2 separate regions of the Delphinus delphis genome follow, and region 1 is linked to region 2. The links are chromatin contacts, called in public Hi-C maps. All regions are on one chromosome and are shown on one strand. The core of a region is the stretch at or near the end of the contact, and the rest is flanking DNA. Distances in the headings are between cores, read along the strand shown. Region 1 holds the start of RPN2 (ribophorin II). Region 2 holds the start of BLCAP (BLCAP apoptosis inducing factor).

Region 1 (4,798 bases), core at 2,128-4,627, 310 kb before region 2:
AGTCAGGGACCAAATTCATTGTCAGAGTATAGTCAAAAAAAAAAATCAAAAAAAAAAAAAGTATAGTCAAGAGCTAGACTTGAAAAGATTCCCTTTGCCCTGCCCCCTCCCCCTTTCTAATATTTCCCCTTTTCACCTGTAAGTTCAAGGCTACTTGGGCCTTTTTTAATATCCTCTAAGTTGCTCAGCTGCAAATCCACACTTCCTGAATCATTGTCAGAAGCACAAGGGACCACTACTTCTTCCCGACTACAGGTCCTACGGATGAAGAGGGGATTAGAAAAATTAGTTTTTCAGGACTGCTTCTGTCTCATCACTCAAGTGCAAGCTTAAATGTCTCCTTCTCAGAGAGGCATTTATTGATCACCAATTTAGATTAAGTAAGCTTCTTCCCACCCCAGCCCCACATTTATTTTTTTCGTAGTATTTAACCATTACCAACAATCACCAAGTTCATTTGTGTTTGTTTACTGTAAACATTTATTTCATTTTCTTGTTTGTATGTTTGGCTGTTTTGTTCATGAATGTATTCTAAGAGACTAGAATAGTGCCTGGCACATGGCAATGCTCAATAAATATTGATTCAGTGAATGACTGGATAGATCTATATTTGCTGAATGTCTAGCCTATATTAGTGAATGAAAAAGCAAGTTGCCAATCTGTTTTCCAAAATGCCTGTTGCATTTTACATTTCATTTTTTAAAAATTTATTTATTTCATTTGTTTATTTTTGGTTGCGTTGGGTCTTCATTGCTGCATGTGGGCTTTCTCTAGTTGCCGCGAGTGGGGGCTACTCTTCATTGCGGTGCACGGGCTTCTCACTGCGGTGGCTTCTCTTGTTGCAGAGCACGGGCTCTAGGCGTGTGGGCTTCAGTAGTTATGGCTCTCGGGCTCTAGAGCACAGACTCAGTAGTTGTGGCGCACGGGCTTCGCTGCTCCATAGCATGTGGGATCTTCCCGGACCAGGCCTCAAACCCGTGTCCCCTATATTGGCAGGCAGATTCTTAACCACTGCGCCACCAGGGAAGCCCATGCTTTACATTTCTATCAGCAGTATATGAGAGTTTCAGTTGCTCCACATAATTGCCAATATTTGGTATTGTTGGTCGTTTTATTATCAACCGTTCCAGTGGATGTGTAGCAATATTTCACTGTGGTTTAATATGCAGTGCTGTTGGTCATCTTTTCACGTGCTTATTTGCTATTTGTATATCTTTGATGAAATGTCTACTCAAATCTTTTGCCCATTTTTTTTTTTTTTTTTTTTTGCGGTACACGGTCCTCTCACTGTTGTGGCCTCTCCCGTTGCGGAGCACAGGCTCCGGACGCGCAGGCTCATTGGCCATGGCTCATGGGCCTAGCCACTCCACGGCATGTGGGATCTTCCCGGACCGGGGCACGAACCTGTGTTCCCTGCATCGGCAGGCGGACTCTCAACCACTGCGCCACCAGGGAAGCCCCCATGTTTTTTATTGGATTGCTTGCAAAAGTATGTTGGTAAATGTTTAAAAAAGACTCTCGCAGTGTAGTTCTGAAGTTTGATATTTTCATTTATATTAACGAGTAAGATGTAACTGAAACTTCAGAAGTGACTTCTTTTCTGAATGGGATAATAGTTTTCAAACAGGAGAAGAATATTTCCTCAAGTTTTTGTGCTATTGACAATGTGAAATTGATTGATGCAATATACTTTTAAGTTTAATCTCTATTAACATTTTCTCCAACATTAAGTTTACACAGTAAAAAAGCAATACGTCAAGCTCTGGTCTGTAGCATGTGCTGACTGTATGGGGTAAATATTCTTATTGTAGCCAAAATTCAGCTATTAATGTTACTGGGAAGAGATTTGTAGTAGCACACCATGATATAAGATTTTTACTATTCAGATATTATAGATATAAGCTACCACAAAAACACAGATGATGGTAAAATACAGCAAAATAATTAGGAAATGATGACTTTGGTTTTCAATATACTTTATTTCATTGTAAGTGCGTATAGTTTAATTTTTCTAAATAGCTGTATTTAACAACCAATTTGCAAAATTCCTTTTATTTATATATATGTTTATTGAAGTATAGTTAATTTACAATGTTGTGTTAGTTTCTGGTGTACAGCGAACTGATTCAGTTATACATATATACTCTTTTTCATATTCCTTTCCATTTTGTTTTATTACAGGATATTGAATACTGTTCCTTGTGCTATACAATAGGACCTTGTTGTTTATCAAAATTCCTGATAAATTTAACAGTAGACTCTCCAAGCGAGTATGAGGCTTCAGCACACCATTGGTTGTCTTATTACTGAGTTGGAAAGAGTTCTTTATATATTCTAGATCAGTGCTGTCCAATAGAATTTTCTGTGGTAATGGAAATGTTCTATAGTTCTTCACGGTCCAACATGATCTCCACCAGCCACATGTGGCTACTGAGTGCTTGAGATGTGGTAAGTACAACTGACAAACTGAATTTTTAATTTTAATTAATTTAAATTCAAATTAAAATATCCACATATTTAATGGCTAGTATACCATACCCGACAGCACAGTACCAGACATAGAAAGAACTGACTCTCCCTTATTTAGGATAATAATTTCCGGGACACTAATTATAGTAAGAGTTATCGCATAGTGAATACTTCATATGTTCATAATAGTTAAAAGCACAGATTATGGAGTCAGACTGTCCGGGTTCAAATATTTCAGTTTCCTTCTCTATAAAATGGGAATACAAATAGTGCATATTTCACAGAATGGTGATGAGGAGTAAATGAAATAGTGTACATGGAGTGCTCAGTACACTGTCGGGCTATCCCATAAACTCCCAATAATCGGAGTTAGCTATTATTGAGTTCTTAGATAAGTCACTTCCTTTTTTGAGCCTGTTACTTCGTCTGTAAAATTGGGCTAATATTCTCCTGATACAAATGCTGTGCAAATCAGTTAAAAAATCACTCGTAGGTCAGTTATTAAGAACCGAAACAATCTTTGGAGAAAGTTGCCATAATTTTTAATTTTCTAACAAAACCCGAAACCCCTCGAACATTGCTGGCCCTTCCCCACCGCACCCTTCCTATTCCTTTAAAATCGGCCGGGCTGCAGAGAGACGACTGAGTGACAGCGCAATAGGCCAATCACAGGAGGACGCGTATAAGGCCCACCCCCAAGGCCTCGTCCAACCGCGTGCCGGCAGCGCCCGGAATGGGATGGTTGCGAGGCGGTCGGTTCCAAGTGGGCCAGGGTGCGGGGGGGAAGCGGGCCTGTACTCGAGGACTGCAGCGCACTCTGCGCGCGAGGACTGGAATTCCGGCCGCAGCTGCTGGGAGTGACCCGGCCCAGCGGGACGGCGGGGGACTGACCTGTGCCTAGAGCCCATCCTAGCACGCGGGGTCTGCCGCGAATCCCTGGCGTCCCCTCCGGCGCAGTCTTGGAGCCACTTTCCCGAGCGGAAGTCCGCCTGTGTCTCGGGCCCTGGTGGGACCTGCTAGGAGGAATGGCTCCGCCGGGTGAGGCGTTGCGCATGGCTCGACAACGGGGTCCCGCGGCCCGCAGGCCTTGGCGAGTGGGCTCTCGCCCGCAGGATACTAGTGCTCGCCACGCAGGAGCTGGCTAGGCGGGATCCCCTTACCCTGCGGGGCAGGGGCATGGGCCTGGGCATGGGTTCGGGCTCGGGCTTTTGGGCTCGAGGGTCTGACGAAGAGCTGGCCAGCGGGTGGGATTGCCGCGGAGGAGGGGTTGGGTACGGGTGCGGCGCGGAGCTGCGGGTCCCCCCGAGGCCCAGCCAGGGACCGCGGCCGCGGATAACGCTCGGGCTGACTTAACTCATTCATTTGACTTGCGCGGGCTTCCGGGCCAGGAGGCGTAAGAGTGAGCTTTTGGCCAAATCATCCTGTTTTTTAAAAAATATTTATTTACTTATTTATTTGGTTGCACAAGGTCTTGGTTGCGTTAGGTAGGGTCCTGAGTTATGGCATGCGAACTCTTAGTTGCGGCATGCATGTGGGATCTAGTTCTCTGACCAGGGAGCGAACCCGGGCCCCCTGTTTGGGAGCACAGAGTCTTAACCACTGCGCCACCAGGGAAGTCCCTCGTCCCGTTTTTGGACCATGGTTTCCTTTTTAATGAAAGGAGCAAGACAGTCAGTCATCTCTCTTTGGGAGCTTAGAGCATGAGTCCTGAAGTTAGAGTCTCCGGTACAGACTTGGAGTCTGCCACGTATTCGTTAATGTGACCCTGTGCAAGTTACTTAATTTCTCTGCCCCTCAGTTTCTCATCTGTAAAATAGGTTAGTAAAGTTATCTATCTCATGAATTACAGTGAGTGTTAAATCAGATAATCTCCTTGCGTAGCGTGGAACAGTGCGGCACTAAGTAAGCGCTCAGTAAGCTTAACTATATTGCTAGGTATTGAGTGGGCACTGTGCAGGATGGAACCTCATGTAGTCTCACAACAACTTGGGAAATGTGTACTGTTATTATTTCCATTTGACAGACGGAATATCAGAGAAGGGAAGTAACTTGCCCCAGGTAAAAGTGAATAAGTCAGTGAGCTCACTGCTCCATTATTTGAGAGGTTGAGGATAATAGAGCTCCTGCAGTTTGGTTCTCACCTAGTTACGTGTCTTAGGGCAGGTAACTATTTCTGAGACTCAATTTCATGGTCTGTAAACCGCACTCACTTGGATGTTGAGAGGATTTAATGACTAAATGGATGCAAACTACTTAGCATAGTGTGGGCATACCGTACACATGTTAAGTGCTCAAATTTTAGACCCCACAGTTGTTATGATTAATATGA
Region 2 (4,754 bases), core at 1,308-3,807:
ACTTCCAGGCAAGGGCTGCCCTGATGGGCTGCACCCGCATGGGTGGCTTGAATGTGCAATGTCCACTCCCCCCTTTCATGCCCCATCCAAACCCTCATGTTATGGCAGGAAACACAGTCCCCCAGAGAAGATGGAAGGAATGTGTTCACTTTCTATTCCTGTGCAATGCTTAGAAATCTAGTCCAAACACATCTTGTTTATAACATTTTTTCCAGAAGCAATACCATTAAAACATTTTATTCTGATAGAGAGCAACAAAAAGAGTTGAAAATGACTACAGTTTTGTTGCAAAGCCCTTAGTCCACAGGCCCCCCTTTTGCTTAAATTTTCTCTACCACATCCTCAAGACTTTGCCCCCACGAGGCCAAGGATCGAGCAGTTGAGTTATGAGGGAACTGGAATGGCTTTGTGAGACTCCAGCAACAGGCAAGACTCTTGGGACTAATGCCCCCAAAGGATGTTAGTTTCTTAGCCTAACCAGTTGAGGTTAAACCGCAGAGGGGTCTAGGTACCATGACTGTCGGAAGTGTGTGGTGCTATGTGACACTGTTACCTCTACCTGTGGAATATCTGGATTGCGAATGAAGGACAAGTTTCTTGAGCTTCCGCTGCAGGACAGCAACAGCTTATTGCATGTGGGTTGGGTAGGATTGGATGAGGGAGCAGGTGTGCTGTGAGTCATTTGCCAGACATTTATTTTCAAACTTCTATCTACTCAGAAGCCAGTACCCTACAGTGAGATTCTGAATTTGCAGTGAGTTTTCCCCCAGAGATTTAAACGTGCACATATATACAAAACATTAGTCTAACAACAGCCTCTTTTTCCCTGGAGACATCTGATTTCCTCTATATGCCCCAGAGACATGTCACCATCTTCTCTGGTTATGATCCTGCTTCCCCTCCGCCTCCTTTTCTCCCTCCCACGGGGCCCATTCCCCAGCAGGATCCAGATTCCAGAGCATTCCCAGAACAGGAAGTCAGAGAGGCAGGCAACACATGGTCCTTGGTATATCATACAGCGACAGGCTTGAAATGGAATGCATATGTTTCAAAGATAAGAGAACAACAACAGAAAAAGACAGCCAAACCCAGCCTTCCAGATTCCTCTTTGAAACAACATGTTACAGATAAAAGGTTAAACTGTTTTTGGCAGCAATTCTAACAAGACCAATTTCAGATACGGAAGTGATCTGGTCACTGGAAACCGACCAGGGCTCGGCAATCTTTCAACAGATTCGCTGACATTAATTAGTCTCTGATTTAAAACAAACAAACAAACAAACAAGATCTAACACTTGGCATTAGCACTTAAGCTGGAACGTGTGTGTGTGTGTGTGTGTGTGTGTGTGTGTGTGTGTCTCCTGGCTTTAGTGTTGCCGTCCAGAAGGCTGAGGGGATGGCTGTACCATGTCAAGCAGGGCAAACAGAAGCTGTCCCCAAAACACCAGTTCCCTGAAAGGGATAAAACATGATCCGAACCTATAAACAGAAAGGCCGTTTCTTTCCCAGGACAGACCCCAGTCTGCCCCAACATTTAGCGTTGAAAAGGGACACGGAGGCCTGGAAGGAAATTAAATAAGGTGTGGAAGAGGGAAGGAAAAAGCAACTGTCCCCCATCCCCCATTCTTCTCTCCAGGCCATTAGTGTGCCAGGCAACCCATTCCTTCAGCTGCCCTTGAGGGCCACTCCCCACATATACTGTAGGAAAGGGAATGGGTGTCCGGACTTGGTGTAAAATTAGAGAGAGTAAGAAGCACCCGCGACCCAAAGCAGAGCGTCAACCTATCACCCCAGACACCAAGGCGGGGACCCGGGGAGGGAGACCCTTTTCTCTCCTCTCCCCCACGCCCCTTCTGGTTTAAAAAAAAAAAAAAAAGGTAACTTAAGTGGTGGGGACAGAGTGACAGGCATCTCAGAAGCTGGGCCCCCTGCCACGTGCACCGGGGCCGGAGAGAAGGTTGTCGCACCCCCAGCCCCAAGCTCCCCAGCTCTGCCTGCCCCATCCCACAAGCAGACAGGCGAGTGATGACCTTGGAGGCCTGAACGAGAACCCAGGAGTCCAGTGCCCTGCCCTCGGGCCACGAAGAGACCCCCAAGGCCCAGGCTGGGGGGCCAAACAGGGCAATCACGTGACACTGGACAGGGGCGGCCCTCAGGGTGCGCGGAAGGAAAACCCCAGAGAGGGACCGGACGACGCCTAAGGTGACCCCGAAGGGACAACATGGCGGCGCGGCCGCATTAAGGGCCTCTCATCCCGCCCCCAAGAGGCCGACGCCACGGTACCTGCGAGCCCTGCCATGGCGCCGCCGCCACCGCTGACGCCTTCGTAGCCGCAGCCTGCCACCACCTCAACTCGCCTCCGACGCCGCAGGAAGCAGGGGAGACGCCCCCTTCGTCTTCTAGTCGAGCCGACCGAGGACCCCTTCTGGGGTCGGGCTGCCTACGGCAGATGCCTGATAATACGACCTAAATTGGGGGGGTCTTCTATGCCCGATATCCTCCTAACGTGTGCCACAGATGACCATTTGAAGACTTTTTGCTAATGTGTTCAGAAATCTGGGGGTTCTGAAGTCTTCAAATCCGAAGAATTTTTGATCAGGCGCATCCAGGACAGCTCCGAATCACGCCCCCCCGCCTTGGTCCCCTCATACATATGCAGTGGATTGTGATCTTTACACATTTAGAGCAGAGGGGGCGTATCCTAGTCTCTGTAGGTGAACGATTGTTCGCTTTGGTCCTCGTGGATGACCCGTGTAATCTCTGAAAACGTTCCCGTGGCTCAAAGTCCGCCTCCTCCCTGGCCCCTTTACCAAGGCCAAAGATCAGGAGCGGAAATATTCCGGCTCAGAATTTAGGATTTGACTTGGGTCAGGACCTGACTCTTCTTGCCCTGTACTTTAGGCGAGCCACTTGCCCACCCCGACTGTTAGCTTCCCCGAATCTGATGAAATGCCTACTTCACAGGGTTGTTATAGGGATTAAATGAGTCAATGTATCTATTTATTAGCTAAATAAGCACATTCCTTGAGCGCTTACTGTGTGTAAATGCAGTGCTAAAGGCAAGAGGATAGAATGGAGCGTGAAATAGGCGCTGTTCTAATTCAAGGAGATGCCCGGCTACTGGGGGAGAGTGGGGGAGGGGTGGAAAAGCAATCATCAGATTACTTATATGTGCAATCTAAAATATGACACAAATGAACATATGTACGAAACAGACTCATAGAGAACAGACTTGTGGTTGCCAAGGCGGAGGGGGTGGGGGAGGGATGGATTGGGAGCTGGGGATTAGCAGATGCAAACTATTATACTGTATATAGAATGGATAAACAAGGTCCCACTGTATAGCACAGGGAACTGTGTTCAATATCCTGTGATAAACCGTAATGGAAGAGAATATGAAAAAGAAATGTATATATAGGTATAACTGAATCACTTTGCTGTACAGCAGAAATTAACACAACATTGTAAAGCAACTATACGTCAATAAAATAAATTTTTTTAATCATCAAATGATCACTATCTGTTAATAATTTAAATCAAATCAATATATAATTATGCATGATGGGAAATGCTGTGGGGGAATATGAAGAGTGCTATGAAAAATTAATGGAGGGGAATTCCCTGGCAGTTTGGTGGTTAGGACTCCATGTTCTCACTGCCGAACGCGCGGGTTCGATCCCTGGTTGGGAAATTAAGATCTTGAAGGCTGCGCAGTCTGGCCAAAAAAAAAAATTAATGGAACCCTCATGTAGTGGGAAGGGTAAGGGTGGAAACTCCTTGGGAAGCTGGCATTTAGGCTTAAAAACCAAAGATAGTTTTGTAGGGCAAGAGTGAGAGGGGAAATGTTGTAGGCAGAAAGAACCACTTGTCCCAGATGTGGAGGTGGGAAGCAGCAGCTGAGGGTGAGGAAGGAGCAAGTAGGGCAGGTAGTGCTACCTAATGAAGTTGGATTTTATCTTTATCTTTTTATCATTTTCATCAGGGGAATGATACCAGGTTTGGGTCTCTGAAAGTCCACCCTACATGGCTTGGAAAGCACTTTCGAGCGGGTGTGGGGAGACCAGCCAGAAGGCTGTTGTAGGTTTCCAAGTGCAAAGGAATGGTGACCCTGGAAGGTGGAGAAGTAGAGAATGTAAGATGGAATGTGGGTGGGTGTTGAGGCATTGGCAAAGACACCTAGATCTTTGCCTTGAGTATGAAAGAATGAAAGAGCCCTTGACTAAGGTGGTAAAGCCTGCAGCAGGCTCAAATTGAGGGGGAAGATCAAGAGTTTGGCTAAGAAGGTAAGTTTGAAAAGCCTGGGCAATGGTTGGGTGGAGAGGGTCAATAGGCCGCTTTATATGAGACTGGTGCTCAGAAGAGAGATCTGGGCTGGAGATACATATTTCAGTAACATCAGCACACAGTACACACATCATGGTGCTGGATGAGGTCCTAAGAAAGTGAAGGTAGATTAATAAGTAGGCAGAGGAAGAGCCAGGAAAGGAGGCTGAGAAGCAGTGACCCGTGGGGTAGGAGGAGGACCAGGTGAGCATGGGATCCCAGAGAGGAGGTTTCAGGAAGGAAAGAATGCTCAGTGGAGATGACTGCTATGGAGGACAGAAATGGCACCATTCGGTCTGGTTACAAGGGGGGGCTTAGGGACTGTATCCTTTATGATTCAAGTTCCAAAAACAAGACCCTAAATCACTTGGCTTAAAAAAATAAATATACCCTGCCACTCAGTGGCAGGTTAGTTGAGTGGCTTGACCATG

The links. A called contact is a pair of places that touch in the nucleus more often than the background predicts.
Region 1: a contact with region 2 is called in a Hi-C map of lung, with 4 times the contacts expected there. The contact joins the promoter of RPN2 here to the promoter of BLCAP in region 2. A contact is called at or near these places in 2 of 3 Hi-C or Micro-C datasets (lung and muscle).

What each region holds. Positions count from the first base shown.
Region 1 is chr15:22,007,885-22,012,682 of mDelDel1.2, reverse strand. RPN2 (ribophorin II) reads left to right here and starts at 3,377. Exons shown (of 16, transcript XM_060030821.1): 1 at 3,377-3,507. The coding sequence starts at 3,495.
Region 2 is chr15:21,700,786-21,705,539 of mDelDel1.2, reverse strand. BLCAP (BLCAP apoptosis inducing factor) reads right to left here and starts at 2,557. Exons shown (of 2, transcript XM_060030812.1): 1 at 2,284-2,557.